Linked DNA regions of Mus musculus: region 1 is linked to region 2. A link is a contact called in public Hi-C data. All regions are on one chromosome and are shown on one strand. The core of a region is the stretch at or near the end of the contact, and the rest is flanking DNA. Distances in the headings are between cores, read along the strand shown.

Evidence for each region. Hi-C and Micro-C count contacts between places; a contact is called where the count stands out from the background.
Region 1: a Hi-C map of the N1E-115 cell line shows a contact between it and region 2, with 10 times the contacts expected there. The contact joins two enhancer-like sites. A contact is called at or near these places in 2 of 484 Hi-C or Micro-C datasets (the N1E-115 cell line and embryonic fibroblasts) and 1 of 115 datasets of contacts at active chromatin or transcription factors (acute myeloid leukemia).

What each region holds. Positions count from the first base shown.
Region 1 is chr14:106,160,478-106,165,523 of GRCm38.p6, forward strand. No RefSeq gene overlaps it. Among named protein-coding and RNA genes, the nearest start is that of Trim52, 57 kb to the left of the region's middle. Within about 2 kb of position 2,029, at least 31 of the 459 cell types and tissues checked have an H3K27ac peak or open chromatin away from gene starts, as enhancers often do. A contact at or near this core is called in the N1E-115 cell line, where this site is marked.
Region 2 is chr14:105,374,197-105,379,619 of GRCm38.p6, forward strand. No RefSeq gene overlaps it. Among named protein-coding and RNA genes, the nearest start is that of 5430440P10Rik, 51 kb to the right of the region's middle. Within about 2 kb of position 3,120, at least 53 of the 459 cell types and tissues checked have an H3K27ac peak or open chromatin away from gene starts, as enhancers often do. A contact at or near this core is called in the N1E-115 cell line, where this site is marked.

The DNA.
Region 1 (5,046 bases), core at 779-3,278, 790 kb after region 2:
AGCCATAGCAAATTCTACTAAGTAAATAGTTATGTCCACACAAAACTACTGATTGAAAAGAAAACTCACCAGTATTTTCTTATAGTAACAATATAATTTTATTAACTAAAATTTTGTACGTTTATGCATAATGTCACCAATAAAACAAAGTACTAGTTCAGCAACGTATTCACAATGAATCTGAGCCTAGTAACCAGTATCTCTGCTTTATTAGGACTCAAGTGTTTTTTTTTTTTTTTAAATCAATTCTGAGAAGGATGTCATTTATGAGTTTCTAGTGTGAATCCCAGGAATCTCTTATCCTTCAATAAACTGGTCTGGGATGTGGGTCAATTTCCATTTAACCAGGTTAAGTTTCTCTGAAAGTTACCTAATATGATCTGGCAAAATGCAATATAAATAGTAAAATACTATGTTAAAAAATAAAAAACATAGACCGTTGTGCCATAGACCGTTGTGTCATAGACCGTTGCTTCCTAAAAGGACACAATAATGTGATTTTTATTATAGTTGGACAATCTATAACACAACCAGTATTATAATCTCCCTGTCCGTCCTATTTTAGTGACTTGTGCTAGCTTATATTTTAGTTTTGAGTCCTTTGTCTTTTACAAAGTTACGGTAAAAAGCTACATTTGGAGGTGGCAGTACGGCTCCCATTGTGAAAGTGCTTGTCACAGTGAGATTTGTAGAACCCAAGTGAAGGTGGACGGAAAGAGCTGACTCTACATGCATGCTGTAGCACCCCTCAGAAACAAGTATTTTGAAAACCCCCGTATTTCTATACGCGATTGTTTTTGGTACATATACAAACGTTTATTTCCACTTTCAGATTCTTTTAAAAGCCGTTTATCTAGTCTTCTATTCTCTCGTCTGTCAGACTTCTGACAGTTCTACTTGTGTCTGGCCGGGATCATTGTGTTTTATTTTAACATCGTTGTCCAGATGATCTCAAACCTTAAAATTACTCCAATATGATATTTCTTTTCATGCTCTGTACTGATGAAGATTGCTAGAAAAGTTTAAGTATCCTATATGTATGCATACTTTTGCAGGTGTCCTGTCTGGCCCTACCTGGAATCATGTAACCACAGGTAAAATGGATACTGCTGCCAAGATCACTGTGTTTGTGAAGTCTGTATGCAGTGCCTACAGGCTTTCCTCTCTCCCTGCACTCCACAGACTCTAACCTTTGCCTCTTAATTCCATTGCTCTTTCCCCCATGTTTATTCCAGGCAGCTCTGCTCATTCTTACCCACTGTCAAAGTAATCTTCAGGAGTTACCATGTTCAAATGGAGTCTATGATATAGTGACTATCCCAAATTTTTATACTTTCCCTGTAGATGCCTCAGAAAGGTGGTATTTTCGGGTTCCATCCTTTTGAGTAGATCCTAGTTGTCCAACAATTCTTCTTGGCTAGTCTAATTCATTTTCTTTTCAGAGTGCAGAAACTAAAAGCACTGCTAGCTTTGTCAAATTCATTCTAGCCTTTTTTTCTTGTAATCAATGACTTAATTACTGGGAATTAAAAATACTTTTTAAATTTTTATATAGAAAGCTAGTTACTGGAGAAAAATTTAATTACTAGAGAAAAATTTATGACAACGTGTATTTTCCATTGGCATTATTTCTGACCTGTCTTGTTTCTTTCTACACATATAAGAAAGCATTTCTCTAGCATGTGTAAAGGTACCCTTCTCTTTTCTCTGTTGTCATTCCAGCCTTCTCTTTAGCCAAAGCTCATTGTGTGTGTGTGAGGTCTTTCCTATTGCTTGTAACACCTATCATCTGTGTCCTATTTATTTATTTAGCCTGGTTTCATGTATCACACACCCCCTTTAAGATGGATTGCTTTCGTTTGTATCATGTTTCCATTTGCTTATGCTATTTGTAGCAATATTCATTGTGCTTTTATTCCATGTTAATTCAGCTGCATAACTCCTTCAGCCTCTTCATCCCTACCAGCAGAATCACTCTCCAATTCCTGTTTTGTCACTAATCAGCTTACAATCCTTTACTGGCTCCCCGGTGCTCTTTAGCTTCCAAACTCCTTTGGCATGACTCACAAGGCTCTTGATCTGGAGCCTGCTGTCTAGTTTTGCTTCCTTTCTGAATACGTGAAAACTGGAATTCTGAACTCTAGCCAGAAAAAGCCACCTTTACCAGTGGCTTTATTTCTCTTGTTCTTGCTCTCAAATCTTAAATATTTTTCCCCCAAGAAATTTTAGCTCTCTTCATTAACTTTTACATGCCAGAGCTTAACTTATATATGACTGCTTGCTGGAAGCCTTACTGTCTTTCTCTTGTTCATCTATGCCCCAACTCTACATATTTCTCAGCTCACAGGATGTTATTTCTCTATCTTATTTACTCCTTCCATTTGCCTGTTTAGTAGTCTGTATGTCTACTATATACTAGCCATAGTTAGGCAGGTAGCTCAATATCTCGAAGGTTCTTCAATCAAATGTGATAAATCAATCAATTGATTATGCAGTTAGTCCATGCAGAATAAATTGCTAAATGGGACTGTAATATTCTCAAGCAATTCTGTAGATCAGTGGTTTCTCAACCTATGGGTAGGAAAAACTGTAATTTTAACGAATCCCCCCCCCCTTTTTTTTTGCTTGTCTCATTTTTTGCCCCTCAAGTAGCCTAATTTTCTCCAATTTTACTTTCATCTAATGTCTGTTAACAAGTGTTCTGATGTGAACTTGGCTTTTGGTAAAGGAACTTATTTGTGGCTTTTGTATTATCTTTTCTTCTCTCCTTACTACATTATGATTCATAACTGCAAACTTACAGTTATGATGTAGTAACAAAAATAATTTTATGGTTGGGAATCACCACAACATGAGGAACTGTATTAAAAGATTGCAACATTAGGAAGGCTGAGAACAACTGCCATAGTTGAAGGGCTTCTTGGAGGGATGTTTTGAGTCACTGTCTTGCTATGTAACCCTATATGGCAGGACTCCTGCCTGACCCTTCTGAAATTACCAGGAAGTAGCAGGGGTCTTTCCTTCAAACTAGGCAGTTAAGCAAGAAATTTTATGAAATAGTAGTATCCTGACAGATTACCTTATCTCCATTTGTTCATACTTTCTCATTTATGCTGGTTCTTTATAGTAGAGTCTGTGTCATCATGGCGCTCCTTGCTGCTTTATTTTCCTTATGAAGTAACCACATCCAAATTTTCCCTTCCTGTCTCCAGCTGTCAGTGTCCACTTCCTGTCTCCAGCTGTCAGTGTCCACTTCCTGTCTCCAGCTGTCTGTCAGTGTCCACTTCCTGTCTCCAGCTGTCAGTGTCCACTTCCTGTCTCCAGCTGTCAGTGTCCACTTCCTGTCTCCAGCTGTCTGTCAGTGTCCACTTCCTGTCTCCAGCTGTCAGTGTCCACTTCCTGTCTCCAGCTGTCAGTGTCCACTTCCTGTCTCCAGCTGTCTGTCAGTGTCCACTTCCTGTCTCCAGCTGTCAGTGTCCACTTCCTGTCTCCAGCTGTCTGTCAGTGTCCACTTCCTGTCTCCAGCTGTCAGTGTCCACTTCCTGTCTCCAGCTGTCTGTCAGTGTACACTTCCTGTCTCTAGCTGTCAGTGTCCACTTCCTGTCTCCAGCTGTCTGTCAGTGTACACTTTCTGTCTCCAGCTGTCTGTCAGTGTCCACTTCCTGTCTCCAGCTGTCAGTGTACACTTTCTGTCTCCAGCTGTCAGTGTACACTTCCTGTCTCCAGTTGTCTGTCAGTGTACACTTCCTGTCTCCAGCTGTCTGTCAGTGTACACTTCCTGTCTCCAGCTGTCTGTCAGTGTACACTTCCTGTCTCCAGCTGTCTGTCAGTATATACTTCCTGTCTCCAGCTGTCAGTGTACACTTCCTGTCTCCAGCTGTCATTGTATACTGCTGTACTGGCTGGTTTTGTGTCAACTTGACACAGCTGGAGTTATCACAGAGAAAGGAGCTTCAGTTGGGGAAATGCCTCCATGAGATCCAGCTGTAAGGCATTTTCTCAATTAGTGATCAAGGGGGAAAGGCCCCTTGTGGGTGGTGCCATCTCTGGGCTGGTAGTCTTGGTTCTATAAGAGAGCAAGCTGAGCAAGCCAGGGGAAGCAGTCAAGCTGGTAAGTAACATCCCTCCATGGCCTCTGCATCAGCTCCTGCTTTCTGACCTGTTTGAGTTCCAGTCCTGACTTCCCTTGGTGATGAACAGCAGCATGGAAGTGTAAGCCGAATAAACCCTTTCCTCCCCAACTTGCTTCTTGGTCATGATGTTTGTGCAGGAATAGAAACTCTGACTAAGACAACTTCTGACCCACTTCTATTTAGCTTATTGCTGAGATTGTGTGGCTGATATTACACATACTTCGATATCAATGCATTGTAGATCAGATAGAACAATAAGTACAAAATTTCTTCTTTGTCTCTGTCCCAAAGGCTGTGTGAACAGTAGTGTCATGAATGCATCCTGTAGTAGATGAATGACAGATATTTTTGGCTCAGAAATTTTAGAAATCTCTTCAGCTAACTTTATAGAAGGATTAGCTATCAATGTAACCTTCTCATTAGAAGTTTCAGGGGAAAGGATAAAAAGAAAAATTATAATTCTAATGAATCCCTTTCTTTTCCCATCTCTTCTTCATGCCTCAAGCAGTCTAATTTTTTTCAAATTTTATTTTCATCTGATGGCAGTTGACAAGTATTCTGAAGCAAGCATGGCTTTTTGGTAAATATTTCTTATTTATGGCTTTTGTATTATCCTTTCTTCTCTCCTTATGTATGTAGTATATGTGTCTAGTAAGTTTCATGGAAATAAAATTATTGTTAAAAATCTTTGCAACCAAGAAATAATTTGTAGAAAAATAAAATCAGCATCAACTATTGATCCATTTTCAGTGTAGTCACTCAAATAGCATTTGGTGACAAAAACTGTGGACGCAGATATTGCCATCCAGTGGAATGTCATTGTAGGATGTATTTTCTCTAGGCTAGGTCCCTCTTCCCGCACGGATATTACAGTTTCACCTACGAAGTGTATGAGATAGTTAATAATTTTCTT
Region 2 (5,423 bases), core at 1,870-4,369:
AAAAGTATGGTCATTTTTGTCCTGAGGTCTACTGCTTCTTTAAATTTCTACTCTATTAATTTTATTATGCACATTTCTTGCTGTAATTCATTCAACAAATCCTTTACTTGAAAAAAAAAGTAGACTATAAAGCAATTCATTCAATTCCATAGTTTTATTCCTCTACCACTGGTTTAAAATAAAAATAAAAAATTTCTAAGTTGAAAGTTAAAGCCATTTGAAAAGGAGAGTATGTTGGATAATCTTAACCATGGGCCCTTTTAAAACCATGAACCAGAAACTCTCTTGTGCAAAAAACAACAGAAGTTTTGTGTTAGAAATATATTGAAAACATTATTGCTGTTTCTCTTCACGTAACTATCATGAAGATCAACTAACAAGTTACTAATGCCATTTGAGAGTGACTGTAATAACGAGGACCGAATGCTAGATGCAAGGCTTTGCTAAGTTATGCAGACTCAAGGGCTGGAATGTCAGTGAGGGTTGTCAAGACATGGCTGGGTTCAAAGGCGAGTGGCTGGTGGACCTCTCCCATTCATGTCGCAGATATCTCTGCTCTATTCACTTTGCTATTATTTCTGCCTTTGTCTTGCTCGGCTTTCATCTTGCATATCAGGAGTCGAAACCCTCATTCTTCTAATTGTGTCTGACATGAAACTGTCAATCTTATCTCTGAGGCCTTTATTGAAATGTTCCAGATGTGTGGGCAGAGTCTAGGCTTGTGGGCGCGACTGGCCCCTGCCGCTTAAATGTCGCTGCGTCCTCTCTTCACCCAGCCTCAAGGGCTGTCCACCAAAGCCATGCATGTAATGGCACTTCAAAGCACCTTTTTGATCTAGCCCTTTATTTTCCTTCTTCAGAAAATGACCAGTATAGTGTGTCATTTTCTCTCACTGCCAGTCAACAAGTCTCCTGTTCCCTCCAGAGCCCTTGGATAACTTCTCCAAGAGAGCTATGCATCTTCAACATACCCAGCTGAGATTTTAGGAAGTCCACTGAGAATGGAAGAGATGATATAATTTTCATCTTCATATATTTCAAATGTGACATTAAAAACATATTTAAAGGGACTATCCTAAAGCATCAGTCATGTGACTATCATTTGGATATTTGAGAATGACCTTTAAGATTTTAGGTCCCTAGGGAGTTTCCTGAGGACTCATATGATGCTTTTCCCCCTTATGACTGTGTTTCCCTTTCTGTTCACTTACAATCTTTATTCTGAGAAGATGTACAGGCCCAATGATTCTCTACTTCGGTTGTAGACTCTTGAATCATTGGGACTGTCTCCACTGTGACCATGGTCAGTGGGACTGTCTCCACTGTGACCATGGTCAGTGGGACTGTCTCCACTGTGACCATGGTCAGTGGGTCTCCACTGTGGCCATGGTCAGTGGGACTGTCTCCACTCTGACTGTGCCCTTGGCTCCTTGTTGTTGATTTTTGGTGCCACACTCTGAAGATGGCATTTCTCCTTCCTTACCTCTAGTTCTATGTGGCTTTAATACCACCAATTTATTCATCCTTGGTGAACATGCTTAAGTCTAAAGTTTGTTGTTTCAGCATCTTTCTCCTACCTTTGACTGACAGTAAGTCAGTAAGGTGCATACTAGACAGAACTGGATATCTGTGTAGATAAGCAGAACAACACAAACTTTTGTTAACTGTGGCTCCCTATCGCTTTAAAGATTCTATTTGTGTAAGTTTTATGTATGTTGCTCATTTTATTGCTTATTTATCTCCTTTAATGTTCATGTGTGCAGCAGAGGCATGGGCTTGAGTTTGATTTTCTAACTCCTGGAAAGACAGCAACGTCTGCACTCACAGGAAGTGTACGTACATCATTGCTACCCAACAGATGAGAATCTGTCATAAAAGTCTGTTTATTTTGTTCAAGTTATGAAATAAAATAAATATACATTTATCTATTTTGAACAATATTGCTCAATAGTATGAAAGTGAATTACATGTCCCTGGTGAGGGAGGAAGTATTGAATATGAGTGGCCACTGCTTTTTAGTTTAGTGGAATATTAATATAAACATAGAACGGAGCCAAAGAAGCACATGGCCAAGGATGGAGCAGGTACTCAGGGACCTTATTTTAAATGAGGACTCTTCAGGTCTTAGGCTTTCTTTCTCTTCAGATCATAATAAATAGCTGGAACTGCTTGATAATTACATGAAATTTTGATTAGGATGTCTTACTTGTACTTATTAATGAGGTTGAGTGTGGTATCTCAACACATGTATGCAATGCGCTCTGATGGAATCCAGCCCCGCCTCCTTTTCCCTCTTTTTCTTTCTACTCTCTGGTCTTTTACTCTTGTACATTCACAGTGAATTGTTGTTGTTTCCACACATGAGACAGAATGCACAATACTTGTTCTTTTCCAAATTCATTGCTTCTCCTTTATCTATTCATGACCACACACGGGTCTTTTATCCATTTTAAAGGATAGTTAACATAAACATTAGGTGTTATTTAGTATTGTGTTAAGAAATACATTTATACAAATAAAGGCGTAAAAGTTAATTATTGCGTGTGTACACGTGTGTATGTTTAAGTAGGGCATGGGAGGTCAGGGAAAAAGTTGTGGAATTCAATTCCCATCTTTACATAGTTCAGAGGTTCCTCTGCAGGTCACCAAGTGTCTTTACCCCCTGAGCAATCTCCGTGATGTTAGAAAAGCTCTTTATAATAATAATAATTAAAAAAGCATAATTTTAGAGCCAATGTTATATAAGAAAATAGTTTAAAATAGAATAAGTAAATCTCTCCAGATCCTATAGAAAAGACACTTCCAAAGGAATAAACAAGAAGAGAGTTGAATGACGCACTAGTTAAAAAAAAGGAAGCAGTCGGTTTTTTGGGTGGGATGACAGTCTCAGAGGGATTCTTTGTAGGCCTGGGTCTGGAGAGTTTGAGGACAGTGGCTGGATATGGATGGATACTACAGGTTAGATCCCCTTGGGATCTGCAGGTGACAAGGCCATCACCACTCATCTAGGTACTAGGGCTGGGGTCACCAGAACCTTTCACCTTAGGCATATGGAGGTACGCTATACCACAGCTGCATGCCAGCTGTGTGTTTTCTCTGGAACTGAAGCAACATGGCTTTCTGGGGCAGTGACCATTTGACTATGGAGAAGCGTAACCAGCCTAGCAGAGAGGCCCACGTTTCCCTCAGTGTGAAGCTAATGGCATATGTTCCAGGGGCCCTCTTAACCCCTGACAGCAACTGGAATTCTCCACCCAGGAATGGGTGGGTGTTTTAGACAAACAGGCAGAACAGATTTAAAGTTGCTCTTCAATGGCTCTTTAGGTTACAAGGACACCTGTGTTGGCTTGAGCTTGGAGCCTTTGATTCTACCCCAGAGATTCATAAAAGCAAATACCTGTGTCTTTTTCTCTCTGTTTCTCACTCAAAAATAAGGATTTCTGGCCAGAGGATTCTCTAAATTCCAGCTGGAATTGGAATGACCAGCCTAAGATCTTAGCAATTAACTTGACTGTGAAGCTTTCTGCAATAAAAAGACACTCTTGCCTCCCTCCTAATCAGGCTGGAAATATGATAGATTCAGTTAATCTTCACCAGGCAATTTCAGACATTTTAGATCCACTTCTACTGTGTGATTAATTGCTTCAGCATTTGGCAAGTCTGGAACAGGAGAGCTGAGGAGGGCGAGCAGGCTGCAGCTGGCCCGATGTTTGTTACTGCTCAGGCCCGGCCTCTGTTCTTCCTCAACAAAGTGCAGCTGCTTTATGTCTGTCACAATCATTGGGATGACATTTCCGAACTGGTAATTACCAAAAGGATTCCTGTTGATGCCTTTTGGAGCTGCCAATCTTTGGGGTAGCTCTTGGCTCCTTCTGAGGACAGTGTGTCTGTAGTTGGCTTTTTATCTCCCTCTTCACACTTGAACTGAAAGAGAGGTCTGTGTGGAGACTTGTAGCTCGCTCTCTGGTGCTCTTTTCCTTCCCTTCATCCCCAGAGGGAATGTTTAAGAATATCACAGAGACCTTAAAGCCCTCTGCACGAGGTACTGGCTGAGGAGGGAACTGGGGTGGGTGGGGGGAAGGTACCTCAGAAACATCCAGGAAAACTGAAGTGAGTTATAAATGTTTTTATGTTCAGTGGCGCAAAGGCCTTCATTTTCTAAGGCTTAAATGAGACTCTTCCTCAGAATTTGGTGCACATCAAAAGGAAGAATTTAGACAATCCACTGGCTTCAGTAATCCAGGAGAAGTGCTACAGGTTGGGCTATATCTCTTTATGCCATTATAGTCTTTCAAATATCCAGATGCCATTTAGTAGGCAATTTTAGAGGGAAGACAAATAGTGCTTTGGCTTAAGGGCTCTTTGGGAGGGAAACACCATAGGCTGTGCACAGGAATATGTCTGTTCCCTCTTTCCCCTGACAATGATTTCTTGCAGGTGTGATGGGCCAGGCACTGTCTAAAAGCTGAGAATTGGAACAGGACCAAGTGGAGGCTGGAGCGGGAGTGGGAAAAACATTATTTAGAGAGCTTCCAAAATTGCACTTTGAGACACTTTCTCCTTCTGCCTTTCCCTTCCCAATCTCAGGCTTTAAAATGCTAATAACTTACACATGTCCTAATCATCCACACTGTCACAGTTTGATGATAAAATGTCTATTGCCTCCGAGCCCTGGAGACACCAGAATTAATACTCATTGAATAGCGATGAGGTTGAAAACGTGGCACGCAACTATCAGCTAATAAGAAAGTTAGGACAAAGCAGGTATTTAGAATGATAAAGGAAATTTAAAAGGTGTGAAAAATACGGGAAAAGAAAAAAAAACGATTACGGTATGCCTTGGCATGCAGTCAGTTTACGCCTTTGTAAACCCATCACAAGTTAGAATGAAAGTAAATGAAAGAAAGATACTTTCAGTACACACAATAAAACAGCATGGTGTGTGCTCACTGTATGTCACAGATCAGCGTGGCTTCCCCTTGGGATGGCTTGCCAGCCTGGGTGGTTCATGGCCAGAGCATCTTATGTGGGCAGAACATCCCACGTATCCCTGACCCAGGAAGTAAAGTTCCAGGTGTGACATATACATATGTATTGCTTTCATACATAGTAAAGTAAAAAAACAAAACCACACAAGCCTTATCATGAGCTGGGGGGGGGGGGGGACCATCTGTACTTCACATGCAGATTTTGTTGTTTTGGAAGTGAAAACAGGAGGATGGAGAAAGACCAAAGTCCACTGATGGATTCCAGACTCAAGACCAAAGTCCATTGGTTGGTTCCAGGGTCAGGGGTAGGGAGAATGAAGACATGGCCTTTTGTCTGTTTCTAGTGATGAAAACGTAGCTGCATATTCCGATATATTAAACACATCAATAACAAGCAAGTTGACAAGAGTTGTATAGAACTGGATATACCATGAG